2 separate regions of the Mus musculus genome follow, and region 1 is linked to region 2. A link is a contact called in public ChIA-PET data. All regions are on one chromosome and are shown on one strand. The core of a region is the stretch at or near the end of the contact, and the rest is flanking DNA. Distances in the headings are between cores, read along the strand shown. Region 1 has its middle 73 kb from the start of Lyst. Region 2 holds the start of Tbce (tubulin-specific chaperone E).

Evidence for each region. ChIA-PET counts read pairs in DNA pulled down with a chosen protein or histone mark.
Region 1: a contact with region 2 is called in an RNA polymerase II ChIA-PET map of memory CD8 T cells, with 25 read pairs. The contact joins the enhancer-like site here to the promoter of Tbce in region 2. A contact is called at or near these places in 5 of 39 promoter capture datasets (the C10 cell line, the HPC-7 cell line, cranial neural crest and 1 more), 5 of 115 datasets of contacts at active chromatin or transcription factors (acute myeloid leukemia, effector CD8 T cells, embryonic stem cells and 2 more) and 2 of 9 other capture datasets (adipose tissue and liver).

Annotation. Positions count from the first base shown.
Region 1 is chr13:13,514,451-13,519,679 of GRCm38.p6, reverse strand. No RefSeq gene overlaps it. Among named protein-coding and RNA genes, the nearest start is that of Lyst, 73 kb to the left of the region's middle. Within about 2 kb of position 2,884, at least 89 of the 459 cell types and tissues checked have an H3K27ac peak or open chromatin away from gene starts, as enhancers often do. A contact at or near this core is called in the HPC-7 cell line, adipose tissue, liver and 1 more, where this site is marked.
Region 2 is chr13:14,036,671-14,041,962 of GRCm38.p6, reverse strand. Tbce (tubulin-specific chaperone E) reads left to right here and starts at 2,325. Exons shown (of 17, transcript NM_178337.3): 1 at 2,325-2,425.

The DNA.
Region 1 (5,229 bases), core at 1,635-4,134, 520 kb after region 2:
TGGGATTAAAGGAGTGCACCACCGCTGCCTGGTTCCTGCTGGCTCTTTTATGTGATATCTGGGAATCAAACTCAGGTCTTTAGGCTTGAGTGGCAAGCACTTTACCAACCGAGTTCGCTCTCAGCCCCACCTTCCTCCTCTTAGCAACAGCTGACTATCCCATCATCCTTTGAGAATTGGTAAAGTGCTTTCAGGTACATATTCTCGCCAACCTCTCAAGCATCTATACACACCAGCTGTGTTCTATAGAGATGGGCATCAACTGAGGTGGCAGTCGGCAACAGTGGATGAAGTTGGTCTATCCCCCTTAAGGTTCAGTGTTTTTGTTAGTGTATTAGTCAGCTGAAGGTGCTGAAACAAAAAGCCACAGCTGGGCATCTTAAACAACAGAAGAGTATTTCCCTGGTTTTTGATATCAGCGTTCAAGGTCAAGATGCTGCAGGGTGGCTTTGGAGGCTGTGAGGGGACTTATGTGTTAGGCTGCAGGTATCTCTGGGTCTCCATACCTCTTATTTATATCACCCTATCTCTGTCTTCCTCTCTTAAGAAATTTTCTGTGTGTACTATCTTTGAGTCCACTTTCTTCTTTTAACAAAGACCCTGGTCCAGTTGGGTTAAGGCCTATCCCATGATCTCATCTTCATTTGACTATATCTGAAAAGACCTTATTTCTAAATATCACATTGTGAAGTATTGGGGTTAAAGCCATGCCTATCTTTTTGGCAGGCTACAATTCAACCCAAGGCAAATGTTAAGGGGTTAAAATGGCATTTTATGAGTAGGGATGATGACTCTGTGGTTAAAAGAGCTTCCAGAGGATGAGAGGCCAGTTCCCAGCACCCATATTGGTAGGTTCACAATCACCTAATTCCAGTTCTAGGGGATTTTATGCCCTCTTCTGGCCTCTGTGAGTACTGTGTATATAGACAGACAGACAGACAGACAGACACACACACACACACACACAAATGCATAAACATTTTAAATTTATTGTTGAAAAATATGTGGTATTTTACATTTATTATAAAACTGTTCTGTTGGTTGCCCCCAGCACCCCAGCACGTGGGAGGAGAAAGCAGGAGGGCCTGGAGGTCAGGGTCATCCTCAGCCACACAGAGATCCAGGAGGGATGGGCTGCAGGAGAGCCTAGTCAAATAAACTAACGTAATTAATCAGTTACTATTGGACTTGAACACAAAATTCATGTAGACTTGTAAAGACAAACTATGAAGTGCTCCATCAATCTCTGGCTTGGGTAGGCTCAAACACACACACACACAGTGTCCTCGATGCAATGCAGTACTTTGCCCCAAGACTGTCCTCCAGCTGGAGGCTACCATCATATTGACCACAAAAGAGGAAACAGTCAGAAGGGAACCAATGGTCTTGAAAGACTCCCAGAGGAGCCCCTCGCTCAGGCCTCAGGACAATAGCAGACATCCAAGAACTCACGATAGACCGAGCTTGTTGCAAACCACATGAGGCTTTATTGGGGAAAGCCAGAGCTCTGGGGACAACTCATATCCCACGCTGGGGTAGAGGAGTCGACCTCGAGGGGAAAGAGGTCCCAGTTTTTATAGGCCCTCGGGAAGAAAGGAGAAGTGGGGGGAGTAGGGGATTCCAGAACTAAACAATGTCTATTCTCAAGAAATGGGTATGGGAGGGGTACAAGGAAAGAGTCTGGTGCAGGTGCAGCAACTCAGGATTGGCCGGGCTGTGGTTGCTGGGGAGATTTTCTGACTCTTTCTCAGCCACCAATATCACAAACACCTGGCAATGGGCTTCATCAGTGGGCACACACATGAGTCAAGGAATGGTCAAAACATTGGCAGACACACAGATTCAAGGAGTGGCCAGAGCATTGTGCACCTCTATTTTTCTAAATCAGTGAAGCTAGTTCTGCTAACACTGACATCTATCTTGCCAATGGGCTTCTGTGACCTTTTACATTCTGTCAGGATCTTTCAGTCTCAACAAAAAACAAAAAATAACTTCATTTGGTTCAGTCAAAGCAACCAGAAGGTTAGAGGTTTCTACGAGCTGAAGAATCATCACAAAAGGCCCTCTGCACTGTCACCATCAAATGATGGTCCTACCTAATACTAAGAACACCGGCAGTCTGGGCTAGGAATGGAGTTCAGTGGTAGAGTGTTTGCCGAGCATGCACAAGGACTCAGGTTCAATTCCTAGTATACAACTGGTGACACCTGAGTGTGCTCTCAAGTGACACTTGAGACTTACAGCCTATTTTTCTTTCTGGCTTTGTTGACCCAGTTTCACTACTTTGAAGAACATGTTGTATTTATAAGATGCTAACGTGTGTTTCTAGTGCCAGTCTCCGAAGGTCTCATACTCGTCCGGGCCAAGCCATTTTATTTCTAGCAAGCTTCATTCAAATTCTTGTTCACTGTTAAAGGTGACTTCCCACGGGAGTGGCCACTTTTGATAAAAGTTTATCCCTTTTAAACTTCTTCCAGAGTTTAACCCCCACTGTGAGGCATGGAGCAGTTTCAGAATAACTAACTCCACCTTTATGTTTTACAGGTCGGCCTTTGGGAGGTGACCAGCATGAGTTAAGGTCATCTTGTGATGCTTCGTGCATTGAGCGGCTCTGACCTCTTGTGGTCACATTTGGAACTGCGTTGGCAAACCAGCGAGATTTCAACTGAGAGGCTAGCTAGGCTGAAAACAGGCTGAATGCTCTCTATGCTCATCGGTGCCCCTCTTGAGAGGCAAGTGTCCAAGAAGCCATTCTCAAAGTTCTCGAGCTTTCTGGCACTTCCATGTCTTAATTTCTGTGCCATCTTAACAAGGATCACTTTGTAGATGTCCCTCTTTCTTGCTAAACTCCTCTAAGATTTTGGCTGTGGCCTTTGAGCTCCACACCCTGGTGAAAGAGGAAATGAACAGAGATAGTTTTGCTACTAAAGGATCCTTAACCTCCCCTTCAGAACTGTGATCTTCAGATGGGTTTGTTCGAGAAGCCTCTAAAAATCGCACGGATGGGGCTGTAGCTCCGTTGGTAGTTAGTTACCTAGCATTCACGAAACTGTGGTTGGATCCCCAGCGCCAGGATCGCACAAAGCCCAGGCTGACCTTGAACTCACTGTGTAGCCAAGGATGGCCTTGAACTTCTGATCCTTCTGCCTCCACCTCCGAAGTGCTTGGATTACAGGATTCGGAGCTAAGAGCTAAGGGTCAAACCCAGGGCTCCACACACATGCTAGCTAGTCAAGCTTACATCCCCCACACCAAACAAAACAAGAAGACCAGAGTTCGATCCCCAGAATCCATGTTTTTAAAATAAGCTGGCCATGGGGGTTGGGAGTCGGGGGAGCCGGCCTGTTGGGGTTGCAGAGGTAGCTCAGCATTTAGGAGCACTAGCTGTTCTTCCAGAGGACCCTGGTTCAGTTCCCTGTTCCCACATGGTAGCTCACAGCTGTCTGCAGCTTCAAGTCCATGAGATCTGGCACCTTCACATACATGCAGGCAGAACACCAATGCACATAAATTTAAAATAAATATATTATTAGTATAATAAATAATAATATAATATAACAATATAATGTAAATAATAATAAAAGTTTGTGCACGCTTTTAATCCCAGCACTTGGGAGGCAGAAGCAAGGCCAGTCTGGTCTACAAATTAAGTTCCAGAACAGCCAGGGTTACACAGAGAAACCCTGTCTCACAAGAGAGAGGGGGTGGGTGGGGAGAAAGAAAAGAGTGACAGGTCATCTGCAAAGTCCCTTCCTGACAGGATCCTAAGGAAAGCCTCATAGTCTTCATAGGACTAGTCAGCTGCGACAATGCCCAGACCAGTATTTTGCCCTTTTTAGGTAACTAGGAAATTTGGCTTTGCAGTAAAACAAAACAACTTTATTGCAATATAAATATAATATAATAAATATGCAAAGCTCATAAGGCTGTACATGACAATTTTTAAATTATAGTAAAATATTGTTATGTAATATATAAACATGTATACATATTGTATACATGTATGTACTACAGAACTGGTGCCATGGCACAGGCCTTAATCCCAGAACTGGGAGATGAGGCAGAAAAATTGTGAGTTTGAGGCTAGCCTGAGCTACACGATGAGCTCTTAACAAAGTAATTAAACAAAAGAGAATATATAATTCAAAAGTTTCCCTTGTAGCTATTTTAAGTGCATACTTCAGTGTCATTAACTACATTTTAAAAATGATGCAGCCCTCCCCAACCTATTTCCTAAAGCTTTTTATCACCTCGAAGACTCTAATTATTAATAATTCCATTCTTCCTCCCTCTACCTTCTGGTGACTTAAAATCTACTTCCAGTTTTGTTTTGTTTTAATTTGCCTATTCTAAGTTCCTCAAGTAAGTGGAATGATCTAATACCTGTCCCTTAGCCACTGGTCTGTTTGTCACCGCACAATGTCCTGGAGGTTTGCCCATGCTGTTGCATGTAGCAGAACTTCCATTTGTTTTCACAGCCAGGCTGTATGTATGTGCAGTATCTGCAGATAACATGTCTCATATGTTGGCAGACCTGTGAGTCATTTCCACTTTTCAGCCTCCATGAAGAATGCAACAAGGAAGATTTGTTTGCTCGTGTCTGTTCCAGCCCTCCTTTCAGCTCTTTGGACACAGCTTGAAGTGGGATGGATGGCTGGATCGTGTGGTCAGTCCCGGATTTTGTCTCCCATGGGACCTATACCATGTTATATTCCTGCCAGCAATGTACAAAGACTTCATTTCCCCATATCTTTCTTGGCAGTTCCCTTTTTAAAAATAGCCTTCTGGATATGAGATGGCGTCAAGTTTTGGGATTAATTTGCATTACTTTAATGACTAATGATAAGGACATTTCTTTCTGAGCTGGGGTCACACCCAGGGTCTCGTGCGTGCTAAGCAATCGCTGTACCTCTGAGCAGCATCCCAAGCCTTGAGCATCTTTCCATGTGCTTATTGACCAATGGTATATCTTCATTACTGGAATACTTATTCAGATCCACCATTCATCTTTGAACTTTGTTCTCTTGGTTGTTGAGCTGCAAAAGATCTTTATGTTCCTTGTCTGAAAGAATTACAGGGATGGAAATGGAGAGGAGCCTGAGGAAAAGAAGGTCCAGCAACAGGCCCAAAGTGTGATCCAGCTCAAGGGGAGGTCCCAAGGCCTGACACTATTACTGAGGTTATAGAGACCTCACAAAAAGGACCTATCATCACTGCCCTCCCAAAGAC
Region 2 (5,292 bases), core at 1,076-3,575:
ATTCCAGAAAGGTGGAAATGCTGAGGGGAGAGAACTCCCCAAAGACCCTGGAGAACATAGGAGGTGAAGGTGGCAACAGCCATCTTTTTCTTCATGCAGGACAGGGAGGAGCCCTGCCCTGCTGCAGACTCTAGAGACTCTATGCTGGGGCTGGGGGCTGAGGGGTTCCCAGAGAACATTATAAGAAGGCATCACTGCCGGGCGGTGGTGGCGCATGCCTTTAATCCCAGCACTTGGGAGGCAGAGGCAGGCGATTTCTGAGTTCGAGGCCAGCCTGGTCTACAAAGTGAGTTCCAAGACAGCCAGGGCTACACAGAGAGAAACCCTGACTTGAAAAACCAAAAAAAAAAAAAAAAAAAAAAAAAAAAAGTCCCAGGACTGCTTGGCACTGGCACCACGTGTGTCTTTCAGCCATTCTCTAAAGAGGTCTTCATCATTCTTTATAAGCCTTGTTAAAGCCCCTTTCCTCCTGCTTCCTGCCCAGGAGTTCACCAATACCAGCCAGGCTCCCCACTGGCTTTTCCCCCATGGACTCTGCCACGAAGTCTCGGTGCTTTTGGGAGGTTGTCATCTTGATCAGGCTTAACCAGCAGCTCTGGCTCTGGCAATAGCCCCTTGCACCTGCCCATACCTCAAGCTACTAGAATGTTCTTCTGTGTACTTATTTGTATGGGTACCTCTGTATGTGAGTATGCATGTATGTGCCTGTCATGCCAAGGGTCAATAGTAGGTATCTTTCCTCTTCCTCCTCCTCTTCATCACCACCATCATCATTCTTGACAGTTCTAAGGATAAAACCTAAAGACTCACACATGCAAAGCTAGCAATATTCCTCCTCACAGACTATATGAAGCTCGAGAAGAAGGCCAGCCAAAGTAAGGATGCTTCAGTCCAACTTAGAAGGGGGAACAAAATAATCACGGGAAGTAGAAGGTAGGGAGAACTTGGGAGATATAGAGGAATGTGTTCTTGTGTAAAAGTATAAAAATTCAAATGATCTCTTCTACAGTAAGTCATTCAGGGTAAACTCAGTAAACGTTTCTGGGCCAAGATCACTTAAATTTGGTTCAGAATAGCCTATCTCTTTTCTAGCATGTGTTTTGTATCAACACTTCCTTGAAAAGCATGAAGTTACAATAAATGTGGAGATATTGGCATGGTGGGCCAAGCCTGTGATTTTAGCACTTGGTAGATGGAGGCAGGATATTAAGGAATTAAGACCAATCTTGACTTTGGTAGTTAGGTGACAGAAATCCGCCTGCCTCTCCCTCCCGAGTGCTGGGATTAAAGGTGGGCGTCACCACGCCCAGCTTGACTTTGGCAAGTTTTGAGGCCAGCCTAGGATACGTGAGACTTTGTCTCAAAACAATCAGCAGCAGCACCTTCATGAAATGTTGTCCTTGAAAAACGCTCCCATCTGAAGGTCTGTGTTTCTATTGGAGACTTGCCAAATGACAATAGTAGCTTAGCCCCTCCAGGCAAGAGTGAGTCATGTTCTATGACTACTGAGACGGTTTCAAACAGGAAAGGTTCTGGCAGCTTATTTCATCTTTCATTAACCACTGACAACAGATTCACTACAGGGTTCTCGTTCACTGCTGTGCAATAAAACAGATTTATAATTAATTATGTCTCCCAGCAGAGTTGTGCAATTCCTCTTGGATTGAATTACAGCACTCTTTTATTACTGTTTTCGTGGTGCTGTCTGGTCAAACTGACTTGGATCCAGCAAAGCCGGAGCTCTTCCAAGTAAGTTTTTGCCAGCTTCAGGTATAGCAATATGAGGGGTCACATTGCGATATGCTTATATACATAGCATCTTAAATTTGTTTTCAATGAAATAGTTACTGGCTTTTTAACATCTAAAAATAAACCAAAACACTCGATTCATAGGAACGTCTTGTTTAAAGTGGTGACTTACTTAAAACATTGCGTTTACTCTTGTTCTCCCTCATGCCTTAGCTGGTTAACTTTTTCTTTCCAGTTCTGGAGGGATCAACACTACACCTTTCTATGTAACTATGAACTCCCTACGGTGATTTAGTGCCCATAAGCATGAAACATTTTTGTTTTTTAGATATGAACCCCCCTCCGCTCCTCCCATCTCTCTTGCCTCGACCTTCCCAGTGCTGATTGTAATTGCCATGAGCCATCACGCCCAGCTATGAACTTTTAGTTCGCGTCTTGAATCAACTACAGTACGCAAAATCGACTGGTCCCACAGTCCTTCGGGGTTGCAGTTCCGGTGTCTACCTTACCAGCACTTCGCGACAATAGGGTTCGCGTTTGGAAGGGCTAAAGTGGTTTTCATCACTTCCTCTGCGGAGGTGGGACTTCCGGTCTCCAGATACTTCCGCCTAGAGCCGAAAGCTTCGTCGCTGATTGCGTGAGGGTCTCTGGGTGCTGACAGACCGGCAGAGGGAAGGTGAGCTTCGTAAGGTCGTGGAGCTGAGGTGGCGAGCTGCCCAATGGGGCTGGGTTGCCTGAGTGTGTGCTTTCTGCTCCGAGACTTCTCCGGTCGGCTGGGCCCCATTGTGGGCTGACCCAGCGGAAGGCTAGTGCGCCTGCGCCAAGCGCCTTCTGGATCCTCCCCACCCCTCCCCCGTTAACATCTGGGCGTGGGTCTCAAGTGATGCTGCCATCTCTTCCTTTTGACGTTTCTGGTGGACAGCGGTGGAGGGTGGTGGGAGGGCAGAGAGGAGTATTCAGATTTTTTTCCCTTTTTTTGAGGGGGATATTTTATTTACATTTAAAATGTTATCCCCTTTCCCGGTTTCCCCTCCGGAATCCCTCTATTTCATCCTTCCTTCCCCTGCTTCTTTGAGGGTGCTCCCCACCCACCCGTCCACTCCCACCTCGCCGCCCTGGCAGTCGCCTACACTGGGGCATCGAGCCTTCACAGGGCCAAGGACCTCACCTCCCATTGATGTTCAACAAGGCCATCCTTTGCTACATATGGGGCTGGAACCATGAGTCCCTTCATGTGTACTCTTTGGTTGATGGTTTAGTTCCTGGGAGCTCTGCAGGGTCTGGTTGGTTGATATTGTTCTTCCTGTGCGTTGCAAACCCCTTCAGCTCCATCAGTCTTTTTTTCTCTAACTCCTCCGTTAGGGATCTTGTGCTCAGTTCAATGGTTGGCTGCTAGCAGCTGCCTCTGTATTTGTTAGGCTCTGGAAGCGCCTCTCTAGAAACAGCTATATCAGGCTACAGTCTGCACACTTCTTGCCATCCACCTTAGTGACTGACTTATCTCACTCAGGATATTTTCTAGTTCATTCACTTGCCTAAGAATTTCATGAAGTCATTGTTTTAATAGCTGAGTAGTACCCCATTGTGTAAATGTACCTCATTTTCTGTATCAGTTTCTCTGTTGAAGGACATCTGAGTTCTTTCCAGCTTCTGGCTATTATAAATAAGGCTGCAATGAACAGAGTGGAGCATGTGTCCTTGTTATATGTTGGAGCATCTTTTGTGTATATGCCCAGGAGTAGTATAACTGGGTCCTCAAATAGTACTATGTCCAATTTTCTTACAAACCTCTAGACTGATTTCCAGAGTGGTTGTACCAACTTGCAGTCTCACAAACAATGAAAATGTGTGTTCCTCTTTCTCCACATCTGCTGTCACCTGAGTTTTTGATCTTAGCCATTCTGACTGGTGTGAGGTGGAATCTCAGGGTCATTTTGATTTGATTTCCCTATGACTAAGGATGTTGAACATTTCTTTAGGCGCTTCCTGGGCATTCAGGATTCCTCAATTGAGAATTCTTTCTTTAGCTCTGTACCCCATTTCTAATAGGGTTATTTGGTTCTCTGGAGTCTAACTTCTTGAGTTCCTTGTATATATTAGATATTAGCCTTCTATCAGATATAGGATTGATAAAGATCTTTTCCTGATATGTAGGTTGCCGTTGTGTCCTGATGGCAGTGTCCTTTGCCTTCAGAAGCTTTTCGGTTTTATGAGGTCACTTTTGTTAATTGTTGATCTTAGAGCTTGAGTCATTGGTGTTCTGTTCAGGAAAATTTCCCCTGTGCCCATGTGTTCGAGGCTCTTTCCCACTTTCTCTTCTACTAGATTAAGTTTATCTGGTTTTATATGAAGGTCCTTGATCCACTTGGACTTGAGCTTTGTACAGGGAGGTAAGAATAGATCAATTTGCATTCTTCTACATGTCAACCACTAATTGAACCAGCAGCATTTGTTGAAAATGCTGTCTTTTTCCCACTGAATGGTTTTAGCTCCTTTGTCAAAGATCAAGTGACCATAGGTGTGTGGGTTCATTTCTGGGTCTTTCTTGCGCGTGCTCGACTGGCCAGGAAGAATGATGTTACAACAGGATCCTTCTGCACACGTTTATTGGGAGAGATTGATTGTAGAGGCGAAAAGACCCCGAGCCCAGAACTGGTGCTGCTTTTATAGGCCTAGGAGAGGCGTGTCTCACACCCGGATTGGTTATGCACTAAGCCTCATTTGCATGTTCCTCATCTGATTGGCTCCTCTCTCTCAGTACCTTACAGAACCTCATTATCATACCTCATTTGCATGTCTCACATCTAATTGGTTATACTCTCAGTACCTTACAGAACCTCATTATCATGCCCGGGCCAGGCAGTGTCTTTGCAAAAAACTTTACTGCATATGTACACGTTGGTTGTTTGTCCAATCTTATGCGTGGTGGCCAGCAGTAGTCAGTGCCACTCAGCAACGGCACATGTGGCTTCCCACAGGTCTTCAATTCTATTCCTTTGCTCTTCCTGCCTGTCTCAGTACTAATACTATGCACTTTTTACCACTATTGCTCTGTAGTACAGCGTGAGGCCATGGATGGTGATTCCCCCAGAAGTTCTTTTATTGTTATTTCAATATCCTGGATTTTTGGTTATTCCAAATGAATTTGCAAATTGTTCTTTCTAACTCTATAAAGAATTGATTTGGAATTTCGATGGGGATTGCATTGAATCTATAGATTGCTTTCTGCAAGATAGCCATTTTTACTATATCAATCCTGCCAATCCACGCACATAGGAGATCTTTCCATCTTCTGAGATCTTCAGTTATACAGACCTTTCACTTGTTTGTTTAGCGTCACACCAAGGTATTCTATATTATTTGTGACTATTGTGAAGGGTGTTGTTTCCCTATTTTTTTTTCCTCATCCTGTTTATCCTTCGAGTAGAGGAAGTTTAGGAGTTCTCTGGTGGAATTTTGGGGGTCACTTATATATAGTCTCATATCATCTGCAAGTAGTGATATTTTGACTTCTTCATTTCCAAATTGTGTCCCTTTGACCTC